Linked DNA regions of Ovis aries: region 1 is linked to region 2. A link is a contact called in public Hi-C data. All regions are on one chromosome and are shown on one strand. Each heading gives the region's core, a stretch centred on a gene start, on an enhancer-like site or on the middle of the called end of the contact. The rest is flanking DNA. Distances are from core to core; before and after follow the strand shown.

Region 1 (4,694 bases), core at 161-2,660, 170 kb before region 2:
TGGAGTCAAAACTACAGAGCAGAGGGTAGCGCGTGCCTATTACACACACAGGCACTGGACATGTCACCTTATAGTCAAGGTACACGAGCAGGGTGAGGAGATCAGAGACACTGGAGGTAAAAGATTAAAGTAACGACAAGAAAGCTTCTCCAAACAGGGACTGAAATGACCTGGGGTTGAAATGACTTTGCAGCTAAGTGAACAACTTTAGGATGACTCGGAAAACAGGCAGATCCAGCCTGGAAACAAGCGGCAAGGGCCGTGCAGCGCACAGGAGGGTCCCGGTGGGGGCGGGGACGACACTACACCCAAGGCAGGGGCCGGGCGCTGAGTCACGGCACTCACCTGAAGCGCGGGTGCTTGTTGATGGCTTCATCGGGAAAGAAGAGGGACTTGGAAGCTCCTCCTTCTACCGGGCTGGGTTGGAACTCAGGCAGCGTGAACCCAGGGCAGCCTAATCTACAAGAAATGGAAGAACTAAAGAGATGGAATGTGTCTCTGCCTCAGTGCAACACTGCCTTGTTCAGGGGGGACCAGGTGTTCTGCCAACCCCGGGCCCCTTGCAACCAGCCCGCTGCAACCCGTTTTGCTCACCAAGCTCTTCTCCTGTGATTGCAGCCTTGGGCTAGTTTGTCAAAAGCCTCTGTCCACCCAGGGTCTGCAGGGCACACGTCACAGCCGCCTCAGCTATTTCCCCCAGGAGCTTCTGTCTGAGGCATGCTCCTGTACCGGCTGTCAGCCCTGCACACCCTCACTTCCCGGCAGTGTGGGTGCCCTGGGAAGGGTCTCCTGTTTCCTGCCTCTGCCCAGCACCTCCCGAATCCCTCCGGATCAGGCAGGTCCCCCACAGGTGACCCCGTTCGCCTCCAGGTTTCCCCCGGAGGCTGAAATCCAACCCTATTATCTCACTAGACTTAAGAAGCACTTTGATTCCAACACAGAAACAAAGCTCCGCTTTCATCCGTAAACGTAAAGCTCAAATTCCACATCACGGGCAGTGATGCCACCAGCTCTCCCAAGTTTAAGGTCACTGCTGAGTGTGCTGGGGGCGGGCATGGGACTCACAGAGCAGCGCCAGCAGAGAAAGAGTGGCTGCTGGGGGGGCGGGGGTGCAGCTCCAGGGTGGGGAATTTCTGGCCTCAGAGCCAAAACTAGCTGGTGCCTTCTTTATTTTCAGCCTCACCTTTAATAAAACCGGTTGCCCGCAACCACCTTGTGAAGAACAGTGAACTTGCCCATCACATCTGGAACAGTCCCAGATGTGACGGGGTCTCGGGAGCGTTCCTGCAGCAGCCTGCGTTATCCACGCCGAGCCGGAAGCCTTAGGCGAAGCCCTCGCAGAGAGTGACAGACTGAGGCCTGGGGACTCTCCGCTGACCAGGGTCAGGCTGGAGCGGGGAGGTGAGCGCCAGCGCGCTGGGCAGGAAGTGGGCGGCTGGGACTCAGACCTGCACGTCCAGCAGGACCTTCCCTCTAGACGACCCACCCGACCATCCGATGGCGCCTCCAGGGGTGGGGACACCCTCCACCTGCCCTGCCGGGCCAGCACTGGCAGGCGAACAAGGCCACAGGGACCGAGGAACTGCACTTCCGGTTGCATTAGCCTGAGTAATTGACGTGTCAACAGTCACGTGAGCACGGGGTCACAGGGCCACCCTGCAGTTGCACCCGTTTATGAACAGAGAATCCCCCTGTTCACACTGAAAAAAGCCCAGCCTCTTCTCCCTCTTGATCCCCAAATAAAACTTTCCTTATCACTTAACTGTGCATTTAAGATTAGGCTTTTACAAACCAATAATTATTACTCTTGGTTTGCTTACAAATCCAAAAATACCCTCCCATCATAAAAGATAAACTTAAAAAAAAATTAGATTTTTAGAATAAAACGTATTCCTCGCTCAACCTTCCTTCCTTCATGATGTGAGAAAAAGATACTTCTCTAAAACATTTGATGAGGTGCTTCAAGAAGGCCTCGATTATTTCGATGTGACCATGGAGATTTTAAAAAAGAAAATTCCCTTTAAGTGTCCTAAGACTGGTGGTGTGACTTCTAAATGCCTGTGTTCCCAGAGGACATTTATTAGGAAAAGAAAAGGTATAAAAATAGTTCAGCGTGTTCCAGGCTTTGGATACCAATCCTCAAAGAGCTTCTGAACTTTGGGGAGGTAAGCATACTTTGCCACGACCTGAGAGATCTCTCGCAAAGATAACCAGATTTACGATTTGGTAGAACTGCATTCTTGCGTACAGGTCCTACATAAAACCGTGTGATATTTATGCACCTCATTCTAAGCCAAGGGCAGAATCCCATTGACTTCATATTCACTCTTGTGAACTTGTAGCCATAAGCTGATTTGACGAGAAATCCTAACTTGTTTCAGCGAGATCTGAACATGACCCGACGGCTCCCGTGTTCTTTGCGTGCACCGCCCGTCCCAGGAGCACTGAAGCCAACCTGCTGATCTGATCTGCGGGCAACGCGTGCCCTTCCTTATACAACGCTCCTTCCCCTCGGCCCGGGGAGTGTGTGGCCCTCAGGTCCTCCCCCAGTCCCCCACCGCTGCCCCCACCACCACCGGAGGCCAGCATGCGACTTGGCCTGCAGCTCTGACATTACAGATTCAGTCAGATGCTGCGTGACGAGGATAAACCATCCACAGTATGAGAGCTGCAGGGTCGAGCGTTAGGTTGCGATCTGCTCTCTGGACACCCGATGCTCTGGAGCGCCAGCTGCGCACGTCGACACAGGGACTAACCTGGGAAAGGAAGTGATGGTGCAGAGGGCCTGGCCTTCCCCCAGGAGAGATGTGGCCTCTTTGCGCCGTTTCCTCATGTTGTCCTCAACCGTGTTGAATTCAGACATGGTCCCACCATACGGCTGCCCGGGTGTCCCCTCGATCATGTAGCTCCCGTATTCTGGTCTCCAAAGGGTCGGATGGCTGCAGAGGAGCAAAGGTTTCGGGTCCCTCTTACTCTTCTGCTGCAGGCTGCTCCCTTTTCAGTTTTGAAAAAGCGGCTTCCAAAAATTTAGAAACCACTGGGTATACAAGAAGCCAAGAATGCTTTACGGTTCCCAGAGCCTGTTAATCTTCCATAACTCTTTAACTGTGTAAGGGTTACAAGTGCTGGGTCCAAAATATTTATAAATAACTGAGCTGCACGCAGGGCACGCACTGTCCAAGACAAACAAGCCCGTCCACTCTGCGGGGAAGGGCGTGAGGGCTGAAGGCTCCTTCAGTTTAACGCTGGGCTCCAAATGCAAACCCAGCCTCCCAAAATTTAGTGGGCAGAAAAGTGAACATGCCCTCTTCACCTCTGTCTACTGAAATAAAGAAATATTTTTAAAAGAACATCTTTCCAGCCAAACAAAATCCATCTGCACGTTTTCTCTGGCACCATGGTTTGTGATCTTGGGAACACGTTGCCAATTTTTTTTTTTTTTAAATATTTAAATAGTAAACAGACTTTATGTGGCATTTACTCTTCCAAGCTCTCACTAATGTATTTAGAGTGTGAGCACCCTAAGAGGCACCCCTGATTTACAGAAGAGGAAACTGAGGCACAGAAAAGCGAAACCCCTCACCTAAGGGTGCCCAGCTATTGAGTAGAGGGAGCGGGATTTGAACCCAGGCAACTGGGAACCAGAGCCTGAGCCCTAAACTGCTGGGCTCCCTGGTCTCCTATACGTGGGAGGAAAGATGTCACGCCGGTGGTCCTAACAGTTTCAGAAACTCAAAAACAAGGCCCCAGTCCATCAGCTTACTTTGGGTTCGTCCTTTCCCCCTTTTCTTGCAGAGTTTCAAGAAGTTCCTCTCCAGACAGGACCAGCTGGGCTTTTTTCTTTTCATGATCAAAAGACACCAACATGTACTCCACCTATTGAGAATAAAGGAGAGAAAGATGAACATTCCTCCATCCAGACTCGAGCTTGATGCGACCTTCAGGAGAGAGAGAGCAGCAGGGAGGTTGGGAAGGGTCACAGGGAGCTGAGGAGTCACCCTGGCTTACACGACGGAGCTTGTATGACGCAAAACCCGGAGAGAGCGGCCAACAGTGGTCTGGCAGGAGGACCAGAGCTCTCACTCACGTCTGTCTTCTCCTGTTTTATGTAGTCCCTTCTAGAAAGGTCAACACGCCCACTCTGACAAACGGTACTTCGAGAGAGAAGTTTTGAAACTAAGATTCTGTAAATTGCGGCTCCAAGAAGCAGTCGCGTTTTACAATGTATTCCCTCAGTGGGCTTACTATAAATTTACGAAAGGGGTTACCTGGGCGTACTCATCAAGGTAGATGACCCTTCCTCACTGGTAGGTTACTTAATCATCCCACTATAAGCCCTGCTAGTGGACCGTTAAATCATAATCAAACACATCGATATGGAAGTGTTAGCATCAGAGTTGTGGCAATTTCTTTTTTAAAAAGTATACGTTTCTTCATTACTTTAATTTTTTTTATTAGTTTTTTGGCTGCACCGGGTGTTAGTTGTGGCAGGCAGGATCTTTAGTTGGGACATGTGGGATCTAGCTCCCTGACCAGGGATCGAACCCTGGCCCCCCTGCTTGCGAGCACGGACTCTTTGCCACTGGTCCGCCAGGGAAGACGCTCGGCAATTTTGTTTTCGTTTCTCAAGAGTAAATTCAGGCCACTTCCCCACTCTGAACTGACACAGAATTTACAATTCAAGGTGCGCTAGT
Region 2 (4,892 bases), core at 995-3,494:
GGATGAAAAACTTCTAGTTTCAGCATCTTTTCTCATTCCTCCATGATAAAATACTATAATTGGTTGATTGTATTTCATTCAAATCTTAGGCCCCCCTCTTCACAATGTTTCTAGGATCTCGGTGGGAGACACATCCAAGACATTATGTCTATTTGCCCGCTTACGGCCTGAAACCCACAATACATCACGTTCCTCTCTCAAAATTAATGATGTGCTGTACGTTTCTCAGTTCTATGAGAATATATCACAGCAAACGAAACAATATCACAGTCACCCTCACATCGGCTTTGTAAGTTGTGGCCAAAATAATTTATTACAAATCAAAGCTAATTTTACCAGCAGTGCTGCAAGGACAGAAGTCTATCTATACGTTGCACGTTGTGACTTAGGAGCTCAGTGATATAACCGGCCCCATACACTCGCTTCTCACACAGCTTTATTTCTCAGTCTGGGACAGTAAAGAACCAAGGAGCAGGTCTGCTCCGTATTGCCCTGCATGGGGAGAGGAAATAGCCCAATGTTTTTATATTAATAATGTCTTAGTCTCAACCTATGGTGTTTTAGCCTTTACCCAAGTGTTACCATTAAACACGCAGAGACTGAACTTTCTATCAGGGGCAATGATATAAAATTGTTCCGCAAAATGTACTATATGAACCACCTTTCACAGTTCGAATAAAATATTTTAAATATAAATATTGTAACTCTAGCCATAACCTATCTACACAAGGTGGGAGAGGAGGGGGTTCATGGAAACCCAGTTATACTGTCATAGATACTCATGTTTCACCATTTAGATACTTTGTCTTATTTTTTCAAAATCCATTTGCACATAACCCATAATTGATAGGCCCTTCCTCTCCAAAACAAATGAACTATCAAAAAGGATAAATTATAAGAAAGGAAAATATGTATCATTTACTACCATCTTTCCTTTGCTCCCAAACTTGGCAAACATAATAAAAAAGTGATATGGAGTGGATATAGTTTCATTTGTAAAACTAATTTGCAACAGATGAAATTTAAAAAATATATAATCAAATGGGCGTATATTATTTTAACATTTCAATGGGAAATGAATGTGTTAGATTTTTAATTAAGAAATCAGGATTGATATGAAATGGTAAACAATAGGATTTGCCAACAGGAAAATCCATTCATCCCACTTGTGCCAAATCCAGGAATTCTAAACATTTCCTTCATTCTCACTCATCTAAGAGCGGAAGAAATCAAATTATTGTTACTGGCTCCATAAGCTTTGGGCTGTGTTTGCTTTAAGTTAATGATTCTTAAGGACAGACTTTTATTTGATGTTCTTCTGGGGTCCTACATGAAGGTCAAGGTTACCTTTAACCATCTTGGGGTAGTTCTTAGATTAGCAATTTTATTAGTAATATCAATATTTGCAATCCCTTTAACAGGGAAGCAAAGTAAAGTGCCAATACTTCCAGGAGAAACAGAAAAATGATTTAAATTTACATTAGAAATGAAATGACTGGTGTCAATTTCTTCTCCGAGAGTAGGATTTTATGATAGGAAATACTCTGGAGGGCCTGAGACATGGAGGAGGGAATCACTCTTAAGCCAAAGGCATCAACCTGGCAGCCCCTGGGTGGAGTCCCTGTTACTTTCCAGTCGGACTCTCATCTTAAGCTTTATGATTTTTCTCCTGGGATGCCTTTCGAAATCTTTTACTCAGGCATGCATAGGAAAAGAAATTGCATTGAAACGTAGAATTAAATCTTGAGTCCTTATGAACGCAGACGGATTTCCATTTTAAAATAAAGTCTATAAAGAATATTTTTAATTTCCTAAAGAAAAAAAAAAAGAGGACAATCAACTTTTGTACGAGAGATCTTTTACTCACATAAGCTTCGTGTGTTACTAAACCGCGGAAGCACCATCTCCAAGGTGGGTGTAACCGCTCTAGTTTAAAAAGGATGCAGCGATGAAGCGCGCACCGCGAGTCCTGCCTGCCACCCAGTGGCCGCTGAAATCAACGGCTTCTTGTCTCTCTTGGCTCTGGCCCTGTCTTTTGCTTAAGGGAAAAAAAAAAAAAAAAAAAAAAAAATCGACAGAGAGGTAGATGATGCCCCACCAGCAACTGCAAACCCCCAAGACGGGTGCCTCGATGGATCTGAAAAGGCTGCCCCGTAGTAAATGTTAGATATTTTCCTTTCCTCTCCCCCAGCTCACGCGTCGCCGCGCCGGCCGCTCGCTCTCCCCGCGGCTCCCCGGGCTCAGATGCTGACCGGCACCGAGGACACCGAGCTGGCGCGCGACTCCCGGGTCACGGGGTTGGGCATGGCCAGGGCGCAGCACGAAACGCCCACGGTGGCCTCGGGCAGCTCGTCGTCCTCCGTCCACTCGTTGAGCTCGGGGTTGAAGCACTGGATGCACTTCTTGTACTTCCTCTCGCCCTCGTTCCAGCCGCCCAGCAGGTAGGCGCGGCCGTGCAGCACCGAGGCGCCCGCCGTGCTCACGCCCACCGGCAGCGGCGCCGCGTAGCTCCACTGGCCCGAGGCCGGGCAGCAGCTCTCCACGGTCAGCACGTCCACGCGCTCGCCGCGCGGCCCCAGCTGGCTGCCGCCCATCACGAACACGCGCTCGCCCAGCGCCACCGCGCAGTGCCAGCCGCGCGGCGTGCCCAGCGCCGGCCGCTCCTGCCACGCGTCGCGCGCCGGGTCGTAGGCGCACACGGAGCGCGAGTAGGCGCCGGCGATGTAGCCGCCCGTCACCAGCACGCGGCCCTCGGCCACCGCGCTGGCGTGGCAGCAGCGCGCCACCTCCAGGGGCGCCTTGGGCAGCCACTGGTTGGCCGAGGGCACGTAGCACTCGAGCGAGGCCAGGCTGCCCTCGGCGTTGCGGCCGCCCACTGCGTACAGGAGCCCGTTGAACACGCTCAGGCTGAAGTGCGTGCGCCTCTGGGTCATGCTGGCCAGGTGGATCCACGTGTTGAAGCGGGGGTCGTATCTGGAAATGGCAGAGCGAGCGTGACAGCCTGGTGGGCGGTACCGGGGGAGGGGTGTGGGCTGGGGGTGGGTAAGGGGGAGATCACCAGCCGGTCCGCGCGAGGAGCCCGGGGACCCAGAGCATCTCCTTCCCGGGATGGAGGCTGCTGGTCCTCTCTGATCCAGCAGCAAAGTGTGGTCCTTGGGAAGGGCAGGGCCGGCGACCGCGACTCCCGCTCCTCCCGCGTGTAAACCAGCCACAACCGCCCCGCCGAGATGACCTCCGACCCCCTTTCCTCCGTATTCAAATATCCATCCTCCGGCAGGATTTAGGGGATGCCCGCGTGGAGGGGGCGGAGCCGGAATGTGTGGAATGAGAGACGGGGAAAGGAAACGCGGCGGCATGAAAGCCAGTTCCGCGTATCCTCAGACACCAGCCCGCCCCAGCTCATCCTCACAGCTTAATCAAGGTAGGGGTTGACTAACTGGGTTTGTTTCTCCTTTTCTCACAACTCCCTTCTTGTTCACACACCTCTCCTGGCCGTTGGCACCGTAAAGCTAGTCACTAAGTCCTCTATCGTCTGTTTAGAAGGAGAACAGTAGAATCATGTCTCAGCGCATCAACAAAGCTAAACTTTGGATGCTTCTCTAATTTCTAGCACTTATTATTAATAATAGGTCCGATTTTTTTTTAGCGTAGGTATACTCTTTTTTCAGCGTTCAATGTTACAATTATTATACCATCAGCATCGAAGTCAATACCGCAAAAGGCCGAGTACCACTAGTTATCAGCTGGAGGAAAAGAAGCACCCATAGGAAACTAATACTTTCCTATTTCTGTAGTTCCAAGTATTGTAAACACAGAACTCTGTTTGATGTTCATTCATGTTTGTCTCATTTCACCTCCAAGTCAAGACTTAATCATGGCTATCAAGGCTAAAAATCATTAATTGTTTAATTTAAATGACACGTGCATATAATAGTAAAGAATATTTTTTATGATTTACTAGATGAAGTTTCAACTCTTGTTCATTAGTTATGTTTGGCTTTGAACCACTACTACAGTAGAAGCACTGCTTTCTGAACATTTCTTGTGTATGTAGGTTTCATTTTTTATTATAAATATACAAAAATAACATGCATGTAAATTTCACTTTCTGCAGGATTCGGTATGCTTTTGCTCTCTACCTGCATCAAAGATATTGATGGTATTTAGTCTTTAAAGAAATGTTTTAAATTAATTAAAATTCATTAGCTGTCACATTTTTAATAATCTCAACCTAGTTGCCAGTTATGAATCTGACAGTCATCAGCAACAATCCACTTAAAAGAAATTTTGCATCCTTTTAATCTTTCTTACTTTGCACCCAGTTTCTTTCAAAAAAGCAGGGTATCATGAAAAGCACCCTGGCTAGAAATAAGAACATGTGAATTCCGCTTACTAGCAGGTTTCTCACATGTAAAATCGGAATCATCAGACTCTTCCTGGCTTGCTTCACTGGCATATTTAGAAATTTATAGTGCAGAATATATGTGAGTGCACTCTATAAAATGTAAAGTTTTATATATGTATATTGTGGTGTTATTATTATTATTGATTTACTGAGCCAGTAACCTAAGCTAATAGACATGATTAGCTTCCTTCTATGTCAGGGCAATTCCCTCATTATATTGAACCATTTCTATTTCTAATAAAAGAGTCAGTACCTGCAGAAATTGCTGACTGCATGCTTGGCTTGATTTCTTGCATCATTCTGGTCTTCCCCACCGGCCACATAAAGAAATCCATCCATCACAGCCACACACTGATTAAAACTCTTGGCTGGCATCTCTGTGAGCTTGCTCCATCCAATTTCAGGGTCTCTATACAAGACGTCTCTACTAAGGGACTTCTCTGTAAGGCCTGGACGGCCCCCCACCGTGACAAGCACACGACAACCC

The links. Hi-C and Micro-C count contacts between places; a contact is called where the count stands out from the background.
Region 1: a contact with region 2 is called in a Hi-C map of liver, with 4 times the contacts expected there. The contact joins two enhancer-like sites. A contact is called at or near these places in 8 of 16 Hi-C or Micro-C datasets (blood, hypothalamus, liver and 4 more).

The regions. Positions count from the first base shown.
Region 1 is chr20:7,182,052-7,186,745 of ARS-UI_Ramb_v3.0, reverse strand. It overlaps GCLC (glutamate-cysteine ligase catalytic subunit), which reads right to left. Exons shown (of 16, transcript XM_015102644.4): 2 at 3,764-3,876; 3 at 2,757-2,939; 4 at 346-459. Among named protein-coding and RNA genes, the nearest start is that of GCLC, 27 kb to the right of the region's middle. Within about 2 kb of position 1,410, at least 2 of the 54 cell types and tissues checked have an H3K27ac peak or open chromatin away from gene starts, as enhancers often do. A contact at or near this core is called in liver, where this site is marked.
Region 2 is chr20:7,015,278-7,020,169 of ARS-UI_Ramb_v3.0, reverse strand. It overlaps KLHL31 (kelch like family member 31), which reads right to left. Exons shown (of 3, transcript XM_004019162.5): 2 at 4,659-4,892; 3 at 1-2,973. The coding sequence ends at 2,241. Among named protein-coding and RNA genes, the nearest start is that of KLHL31, 17 kb to the right of the region's middle. Within about 2 kb of position 2,244, at least 1 of the 54 cell types and tissues checked has an H3K27ac peak or open chromatin away from gene starts, as enhancers often do. A contact at or near this core is called in liver, where this site is marked.